Linked DNA regions of Mus musculus: region 2 is linked to region 1. A link is a contact called in public promoter capture Hi-C data. All regions are on one chromosome and are shown on one strand. The core of a region is the stretch at or near the end of the contact, and the rest is flanking DNA. Distances in the headings are between cores, read along the strand shown. Region 1 has its middle 16 kb from the start of 4930484H19Rik. Region 2 holds the start of Mettl1 (methyltransferase like 1).

Region 1 (4,738 bases), core at 611-3,110:
GATACTGGACAGAGGCGATAGAGAAGGCACAGGTCAGGGGTCTGTCAGCACTGAAGCATATGTCTTATGGTTGTGTGATGAACCACTGTGACAATGAGGAACCTGGGGCTGACCTGCTCCTGGAATCCCGCCAAAGCCATCATTAGGAGCTCTGCAGTCACGAGGCTTTTCAATCTGCTTGGTGTCGTCGGTCTCCCTATGCCTCCCCCTCTGGGTGTTTAAAATGGAGACATTTCCCAGCTTGCTGCTCCCAGAAACGATGTTATGTGTCCCAATGAGACGATGCAGTTCTTGGAATTCCACGGAGGGAAGAGCTATGCAAATTCACTGTGTTGTATTCATGGCACGTGGCTGAGCTGAGAACTCTAGTTACCACCCAGCCATGCAAAGCCGGAGGTTAGACCTGCTCCTCTCTGCACAGGGCTTCCTCTATGGCTGAGGATGTAGCTCAGTGGTAGAGTTCTTACCTAGTCAGGATGAGTGAGGCTCTAGATTCAATCCCAATATGGAGTAAAACCAATCATCAATCAAACGCTCCCCCCCGCCCCCCCCCCCCCACCTCCAAATAAACAATCCTACTCTTGGTTATGGTTTCTATGGATTGGGCGAAACACCATGACCAAAAGCAACAGAGGGAGAAAAGGATTTGTTTTAAACGATCTTCTGTATCACTGCTCATTACTGATGGAAGCCAGGACAGGATCTCAAACATGGCAGGAACCTAGAGGCAGGAGCTGATGCAGAGACCATGGTGGGATAGAGTGATACGTATGTAAGGCCTTTATGTCTGGCTTTGAGTGAAATGTTTCAGCTAAGCCTTTACTATATATTCAGGTCAATCACTAGAGGCTGAGAGATGGTTGTGAGACGGTTTGAACCTTGAGGAAATGTCTCTCCAGAGAATCTGCACTTGGTGCTACATGAAAACTTGCAGCTGCACCGACCTTGTTCCTAAGACACCCCTGCCAAACTTGGAGTTCTTTCTTTTGACTCTGGCTAGCCATGGTCTGAAGGGCCTGAGATTTGTGTGGGTCGTCTGCTCTCACGGGCAGCAAGGGCAAGAGAACTGTGGTAGTTGGAACCTTTCCCAGGCCTGATTAACCTTGTATAATGTTTGAACAAAGTAACTGGAGTGAGCTAGCTGGGTGTCAGGCTTCTCCAAGAAGGCAAAACCCTCTGATCTTTCCGGAAATGAAGCTTAACGACTTGGTGAGCTTCTCTCTCCACGGTGGCACCTACTACCTACATCAATCAACAGAGGGCGCTGCTTACTGGCTTGCTCCTCATGGTTTGCTCAGCCTGCTGTCTTATAGAACCCAGGACCACCAGCCAGGGATGTCCTAAATCACTAATTAAGGAAACGCACAATGGGCTTGCCTACAGCCAGATCTTATGGAGGCAAGTTTTCAATCTAAGTGCATCCCTCTCAGATCACTCTGGCTTGTGTCAACTCGACATAAAACTAGCCAGTGCTCTGTGACAAAATCTGACAAAGCAGCAGGAGGAAACAATTTTGCCCCACAGAAATGTGCACATCTAACAAATTAGCTCAGAGAGCCATTGTGGCTGGGCGCCAACATGGCCATCGGCAGTCTTTGAGCATTCATGTCCCTCTCACATTACCCCCTCTCCTTTGGTTTGGGTCTTGTTGAATCTGGTGATGCCTGGTCTGGACCCCTCCCCCCACCCGTACCTGTCTCTCCCCAGTGTGCCCAGTAAGAGCGCCAGCTGCTAGCCACATTCAGGAAACCATGTCAAGATGATATTTTAAAGTTCTTGTATGAGTTTTAGGCGGCAGACATAGTCTTTCAAAGACTGTTTACGCTCCAGATGCCGACTTGGACGGAATCGACACCTGGCAAGTTGATGAGCTTACAGCTGTAACCACTAATGCATTGGAGTTGAATTCAGTGCTTGGCGAGGATGGGGAAACTGAACGACATTGTGATCTATGCAAAGCCAGGCTCCCTGTCCCTGTGGCTGCTCCGTGAACGCCACAGGGTCCTGTCTAGCGTGCACATGCATTTATCAATCAAGAATGTGCTGAAGAAGTTGCTCAAGCGCCGAGGGAAACCGGCTAGAAAACAGACCCGCGGCAATTATCAGACCCGCTGGGCTTGGTTTCATTTTGATGTGCAAGAAACGTGCCCAAGACGCACAAGGTTCAGTGTGCAGACCATGTGCCATCCAAAGAGAAGGGAACACTGCACGTATTCTACTGTGTCAGAAGCACGAGGCTGTCAACTGAACTCTCATCCGTGGTGCCTATCGCCCTGTTTGAGCTGAAAGAGGGCGCTGTAGGAAAACGCTGTTTGTTCTCTGAGCTCTGCTGTGGGAATGGCCGCTTGGGAACCAGCTCACATTGTGGTCCGTGCTCCAGCAGACTGCGGGCAGCAGCCTGGTGCCCGCTAACATGCAGTGAAGCCCCATGAGAACCTGGTCCCGTTCAGCATTGCCCTCCAGCTGCCCACGCGAATCCCAGCAACTGGTCACGCAGGGCATAAGATCGATGCTTATCTTGGCATTTGTTGTATGGGAAGGGATTGTACTAGAATCAAAAGCTTTTAATCCAGCCAATGGTTCCAATAAAAGCACTGAACCATTAAAAAAAAAAAAAAGCCTTAATTTCATGTGACATCATATCTTGAGAAAAGCGACTTAATTAGGAAAAATTCCTTTTCTGTACATGTTATGCGTGCTGACCAGGAGGTAATTGCAAAGCTAAATCGTTCAATGACCTGACAGTGTGTTTTCAGATCACCAGTGCAGTAAAGAAATATTCTCTAGTGACAGGATTGCAAATATTCTACACTTCTAAACCCGTGTTTATCTAGGGTGCGCATACTATCGATTTTTTTTTTGGTTATTCTTTAATTCTTTACCAGTTGCAATTTTTTACTTTGCATTGCATTGTGGGTAATTTATGTTGTTTTGACAGTTTGATTTTCTGCTATAATTTTCAATTCTGTACCCAGAGTTGTACAGACTACTGTTTAGACAAACGACATGGAAATATAGAGGTTATCTATGTAAAATGATTCATATTTCAAAATAGGGTCTTCTGTAAAAAAAAAAAAAGGCCACCACATTGCTATTAAATCACACTTTTTATATTACTTTTTTCCTTGACTGAGGTTTGTTGAATTTACTATTGTAACATATTTCCAAAAACACATTAGTTAAATGGGGTTGAAAATCATGCACGCATATTTTATGGAAAAAATGTGTAGGTATATTTTCAATTTTAAGCTATAAACTCTGGCTTTCCATGGATGATTAAAATATTCTGGCCCATTTAAAATGAACTACATAATAAAAGTGGTGTGCAATAATAATTTTACAATGCTTAATAATATAAAGTGCTTTATCTGAAAATGCCCTTTAAAAGGTTTTATGCATAATTCAAATACTTCTGTATAGAAAATGAGTGATGGGCAAATAAAGAACTGATAAAATAATTTAAAAATAGAGGCAGAGATTTCTGCCTTGTTACAGAACCAAGAAGCAGCAACGTGTTCAGATGTCTTTGGCTGTCAGTGACGGGCAGAGCCAGTGAGGGCAGTGTGCCACAGCAGAGATACATTAGGTCCAAACTTTCTAATGTAGGTTTTCTGACTTCAAAAACAGAGGGCACAAAGGGCTTCTGAAGTTTGTTGAATATACTCCTTATTGTCAGTTCTTGTCACCAAAGAGAGTTCGCCCTTGCTTACTTACACTGGAGAGGGATGTTCAGATCTTCAGCCAGGTAACTTCCAGGAGTGCCTTTAACACGCAAAGTAGCCCCGGGGGCCTCCTCCACCCCACCAGAGCGGGAGGATCTGAAGCAAGATTGCAAGCATTCTTCTTGTGCTGCTCTTTAGCTATCCCGAGAGGCAGGAGACAGAAGAGCCAGGTAGAGAGAGAACCAGAGTGTGCTTATTAATGAGGGCTGAACTATTTATTCTGCATAGAGAATGATTGCAAAGATCATTTGAAGAGACATGGCAAATCAGGCCCAGAAGGAACAGGTTAATTACAGTAGAAACCACCACATTCTTTCTCTCTGTCTGTCTGTCTGTCTCTCTCTCCCTTGAAGTCATTGTAAAATTCTGGTATATTAAAAAAATGACAAAAATCAATGACTAGATGTTTTATTACACCTAGGAACTGAATATCCTGGTTAATTTGGTATAAAAGCTTAATATGCTTTTTTTTTTCTCTAGGTTTTATTTTAACTTTTTTTTTCTTGTTGATCAGTGGTTCTCAACCTGTGGTTTACACCCCTTTGGGGGGTTGTTAAATAAATGACCCTTTCAGAGGGATTTCATAAGATCATCAGCAAACACAGATATTCTCATTACAATTTGCAACAGTAGCAAAAAACTACAGCTATGAACTGACAATGAAGATAACTGTGGTTGAAGGGAGACAGTACCAGGAAGGTTGAGTACCAATGGGGTTGATGAAGGCTTTGGCTGTGTTTTCTGGATCTTTTGAGTCCGAGCCTTTAATCTTTGATTGTAACTCATCCTTTTAGTTACCAGAATTGTTAGGGTCAGAGCGCGGGTTTTGGTAGTCCTAACAACCCAGCCTTGGCCACCCATCCTCAGCAGCACGATCAAACAGACAGTAATAGCAGAAGGCAGAGGAAGGAGGTTTACTCAACATGGCCACTCTGGAAAGAGCAACAGAGAGGCCCAGTGATGTCTCCGGCCCATCTTTGGGTTCTTCACATGGAGTTTACATTTGAAAAGAGGCA
Region 2 (5,156 bases), core at 776-3,275, 230 kb before region 1:
AGGCTACCCTTGAATTCAGAGGTCCAACTGCCTCTGCCTCCCAAGTGCTGGGATCAAAGGCGTGCATCACCACTGCCCAGCATCATTTGGTCTTTATAACACTCTCTGGTACAGTGTGAAGGTTGGGGAAACTGAGGGTCAGAAATGCTAAGACCATACAATTAACCAGGGGGGCAGCACTAACATGAACCAAAGTCTTCAGTCTCCACACACCACGCTCCACCGCTCTGACACACTGTTACCTGTCTATAGGGAAGATGTGAACATAGACCAGTGGCTTGACATGCATGCTCTGGAAAACAAATGTAACAGGAACTCCAGACCATGAGAGGGTGGAGCAGAATGTGTTCTGGTGAGAGAAGGGGTAGGAGAGGGAAGGTGGTGGAATCCCCGAGAAAGACGGTTCAGGATCAGTGGCCACTGGAGCTGATCTCTGACGCTTGTGCTGACCCGGCTCACTGACCCAGCACAAGGCAGTGGAATGGCTCACGGAGGGACTGGAGCCACTGGAGCTAGACAGAACAACCGGGGTTCTCAGATACATCTGAGGCAGCCCCCTCCCTCCTCCAGGGCAAAGGCCACAGACCCAGAGTAGAAGGAAGGTGGAGGCTCTCCACACTGATGTCACTGCTGTCTGGTCCCAGGAGGAAAGGTCAACTAATCCTGCCTCTAACCTGCTGAGATGGCAGAACCCAGGCCTCTCCCTGTCCCAAGAAAAGGGCCAGCTTATTACCTAACAAGCCACCATAGCCACAGCCTATGTCTGCAAACTCCACTTGGGCCCCAGAGTGCTTTTCTTTCTCATCCTTTGGATCATCATGGCTCTTATTTTGAATAAGCGGAGCAAAGAACTCTGGGTAAAGCTCAGACCAGTCCATTTCCTCTGGCTTCACAGGGCTATTAGAAAGAAGACATGAGACACATGAGACTGTTGTACATACCAGTGCAGACATTTTGTGTAAGAGTTGGGGGGGGGGTGGTAGGCTTAGAAAAAAACTCTGCATGCAGGGACCATGTGGTATGTAGAAGGTGTAATGGGAAGTCCCCTGGCTTCTAGGGTGTGAATCAGTCCCATCATGAGGCTATGGCTGCAGATCTGCCAAGTTCTTCTGGGTACTGATGTGTGTAAGGTTTTCCCAGAGACTGACTGCCTAAGGCACTGGAGCACTACTTTGTTTATGTATATTTTAAAATTTTTATTTACCCGTGTATTTTGCATTTTATGTGTATGAGTGTTCAGTCTTCATGCACACCAGGAGAGGCAATCAGATCCCATTAGAAGTGGTTTCCAGCCACCATGTGATTGCTGGGGCCTCTGGAAGAGCAGTCAAGCGCTCTTAACCACTGAGGCATCTCTCCAGCCCTCTTTGTTTATGTATTTTGTGTGGCGAGGATGGAACAAGGAGTGGCCAGGAGTGTGTATATATGTTTATCTTTTTATAAATTAAAAAACCCAAATCGGAGCCGGGTGTAGTGGTGCACACCCTCAGGAGGCAGAGGAAGCTGTATCTCTGTGAGTTCGAGGCCAGCCTGATCTACAAAGTGAGTGCCAGGACAACTAGGGCTACACAGAGAAACCCTGTCTCCAAAATCCAAACCAAATTAAAAAGAAAAACCGGAAGGTGGAAATGACAACTTGCTTCGCTTCATTTTGGCAATAGTTTTTCCCCCCTCTTCCTAGATCTGGCTGGCAAGTCCACCCAGACTTTAAGTCTCCAACACCGCGACCCCTCCCAGCCGGCCAACTCCGCCTTCTGCCCAATCTCCCTAAGCCATCCTCAGCTGACGTGTCACCCGGACAACCCTCCCCGCTCCATCGCAAGTCCTAGCGGTGGCCCCTGCGCGACCGCCTTCCCTCCCTCCCGGACCCCGCCGGGCCCGCTCACTAGCGCAGTGTGTGGTCTGCCATGGGGTTGGAGTGGGCGCGCTGCCGGTAGTAGCGCTTCTGCGGCTGGGGGGCTTCGGCTCCCGCCATCATGCCACGCAGTCCACGTGGAGAGCCGAGCTCGCGGCGCGAGGTGATGACGCAGCCCGCGGACCGCCAGCGGGCCCCGCCTTTTAAAGAGCGAAGAGCAAATTCTGTAGCACCGTAGGGAAAGGACCCTGAAGGGAGTGGGAGGGGAAACCTGCGCCCTGCTATTGCTAACCGTGCTTTGGGGAGGCCAGCTCCGGGCACCCCGCATCCTCCCTTGGGTCGTTCTGGCCTAGTCTGGGTTCTCAAATGCCCACAGGTACCTGTGCGCCCCACAGGTGAGCGGGATGTGAGGGACCCGCCTCTGACAGTAAACTCAAGCATCATTTCTTCTCTCTCCGGGTGGTCTCAAACCAAGTCTGGCCCGTATGGTGTTGTGTGGGTCCTGTTCTGTGTGCGCCAGGTACCCGGGCTCGGGGGTCATCCCCATCCATCTCTAGGAAGTCCAGCTGGAGGAAGGAGAGCGAACTGGGGAGGCGGGGCCCGGTGCCTGGGAGCAGCCCATATGGCTGGCAGTCCCCAGCCTCAACCCCGCACCGATAGAGGGGATCCGAGCGCTGGCCGGGGTGCTCGGGGACTCTATCTGCCGGATGGCCAGCTCTCGCACCGATCCGGAAACTGAGCCCGAATCCGTGTTCCCACGGGAGATCCGGCTCTTCACAGACTCTTACTCAGAGAGCAGCCGGTTCTGCTTCTGTGGGCACGAGCTGAGCATCACGCAGAACTTTGGGTCGCGCCTTGGGGTGGCGGCACGCGTGTGGGATGCGGTGAGGAATGGGCTGCCCTAAGTGAGGGTCCCTGAGAGGTCCAGTCCCCGGACCCCGGCTCTCCCATATGGAGACACCGTTCTGACAGTTTCCCACTTTCTTTTTCCCTTCCTCATAGGCTCTGAGCCTGTGTGACTATTTCGAGAGTCAAAATGTGGATTTTCGAGGCAAGAAGGTGATCGAACTGGGCGCGGGGACGGGCATCGTGGGAATCTTGGCGGCGCTGCAGGGTGCGTGAGCTGGCATTGCGGCGGGAGGAGGGGAGCTGGAGTGTGGAGAAGTGAGGACGTGGATTCCTGGGGGTGGGTAGAACTCAGCTCAGTTCTTTCCTTTTAACAAACCTCTATTCTCCTGCAAGGCAGACAGCGCTGACGAGTGTTCAGAACACTCAAGCTAGTTGGCTTCAGGGTACCTGAAACAAATAAGATAGGCTTTCCGTGAAAAAAAAAAAAAACTGGAGATGCTCTTTCGCTAAAATGCTTGCATGGATTTTCTGAAGGAGAGACCTAGGACAGTGAACCTCATCAAAGATTTGTAGCTTTGTTATGTTAGGATCTTTTAAATATCTTTTTCTTTCCTTTCTTTTTTTTGGGTGTGTGTGTGTGTGTGGGTAGGGGGTGTGGGTGTGGTTTTGTAGTCTGGTTGAGACAGGCTCTCTTGTTGTCCAGGCTGGCCTAAAACTCATTACGTAGAGATTAGCCTTGAATTCCTGCCTGGTCCTCCTGTCTTACTTTTTCCTAGTGCTGGGATTATAGGTGTGTGCTACCGTACTGCAATAGAGCCTAGGGTTTTTAATACTAGAAGAAGCAAGGTTATGAATTTTGAAGGACCCGAGTGTGAATATATATATGGGTGGTAATTGGTAATTAAGCAGCTGAGACCTGGGAAAGGAAAAGGTCAGGGAAATTGTGCTTCACTTTGAGCAAAAACCTACAAAAGCTTCTTGCCTAGTGATCTAAGTCGTGTAAACCAGATGTCCTTATTTGTAGGAACAGAAGTGGGTCACATCAAGGGCAGTCTTTGCAGAGGCAGACATTAATTCTTATATTTATTCCTTCAGTCAGTCAATATGTATTCTCTGTGTGCCAAGGAACTTGTAGTCTATCGAGGGACAATGTGGGAAGATGCTACGGAACATACATGATGGTGAGGTCTGGGTAGCATGGCTGTGCTCTCACTAGCTACCTTGAGGGCTGAGCAGTCCATCAAGGGGAAGCACAGGCAGATGAGTTGGAGGAAGGCGGCTGGATGGGAGTGAGCAAGTTACATGAAAAGCAAAGGAGCCAAGTGGAGTGGTTCATGCCTGTAATCCCAGCATGCAGGAATTAGGGGTGTCTCGGTAAAGTCAAGGCTAGCCTGGGCTACGGAGTAAGACCCCATTTCAGGTAGGAAGGGAGGGAAGGAGGCAAAGGGGAAAGGTGTGTGTCTGTGTCTGTGTGTATGTATGCCTGTGTACATGTATGTATATGTGTTTGTGGGTATATGTGTGTATGTGCATGTATGTATGTGGATATAGGTACATGTGTGTGTATGTATATGTGTGTGTGGATGTAGGTATATGTGTGTGTATGTGCATGTTTGTATATGTGTTTATGTGTGTTTGGTATGTATGTGTATATGTGTTTATGTGTGTTTGGTATGTATGTGTGTGTATGTATGTGCATGTGTATATGTGCATATGTCTGCGTCTATGTGTGTATGTGTGTGTCTGTTTCTTTTCTGTGTGTGTATATGTGAGCATTTGTGTGTGTATGGTATGTATGTGTGTATGTGCATGTGTATGTGTGTATATTTATGTCTTTGTGTGTCTATGTGTGTATGTGTTTGTGTATATGTGCATGTGTATATGTGTGTATGTGTATATGCCTGTGTGTATCCATGTGTTTGTGTGTGTGTGTATGTGAGAGAGAGAGAGAGAGAGAGAGAGAACACCTGTCTTCACTTACTGCCATAAGAGCTGCTGCTTTTGTGCCCTGTTTAGTCGCCAAGTCTGGGGTCTGGGTGTAATCTATTCTCTGACTTTGTATCCCAGGATTCAGCTGACCCTGGGATGCCTTCTCAACACTTGCATGTCTGTCCCTTCCTTGTCCCACCATACTTAGTCTTCCATTACCGATTCTTGCACTGATTTTCATAGGTGTCTTCATGGTTCTCTGTGGAGAGATTAGCAACTCTCAAGCTGACCTGGTGCTCTTCCCCCAGCCAAGCCGTCTCTCCTTGGGCTTTCCCTTCATGAAGTCACAGCCACCCATGGGGATTTTCTTGTGTTTTTTCCCACTACTCTCTTGGCTGCCCAGCCTGAGCCACCATCATCCATCATCTCTTGCTTAGACTATAATAAGTAGTCAAACTGGTTGGTCTTCTTGTTTCCAGTTCTGGCCCCCACCTAGATCCTGGCTCACACCACCCTACAATCA

Evidence for each region. Promoter capture Hi-C pulls out the DNA fragments that hold promoters and counts their contacts.
Region 2: a promoter capture Hi-C map of hippocampal neurons shows a contact between it and region 1, with 5 times the contacts expected there. The contact joins the promoter of Mettl1 here to the enhancer-like site in region 1. A contact is called at or near these places in 6 of 39 promoter capture datasets (cranial neural crest, frontonasal cranial neural crest, hematopoietic stem and progenitor cells and 2 more).

The regions. Positions count from the first base shown.
Region 1 is chr10:126,807,318-126,812,055 of GRCm38.p6, reverse strand. It overlaps the pseudogene Gm9111. Among named protein-coding and RNA genes, the nearest start is that of 4930484H19Rik, 16 kb to the right of the region's middle. Within about 2 kb of position 1,860, at least 47 of the 459 cell types and tissues checked have an H3K27ac peak or open chromatin away from gene starts, as enhancers often do. A contact at or near this core is called in hippocampal neurons, where this site is marked.
Region 2 is chr10:127,038,801-127,043,956 of GRCm38.p6, reverse strand. It overlaps Mettl1 (methyltransferase like 1), which reads right to left and starts at 2,025. Exons shown (of 6, transcript NM_010792.1): 1 at 1,887-2,025; 2 at 734-897. The coding sequence starts at 1,978. Eef1akmt3 (EEF1A lysine methyltransferase 3) reads left to right here and starts at 2,563. Exons shown (of 3, transcript NM_001205036.1): 1 at 2,563-2,739; 2 at 2,858-2,969. The coding sequence starts at 2,563.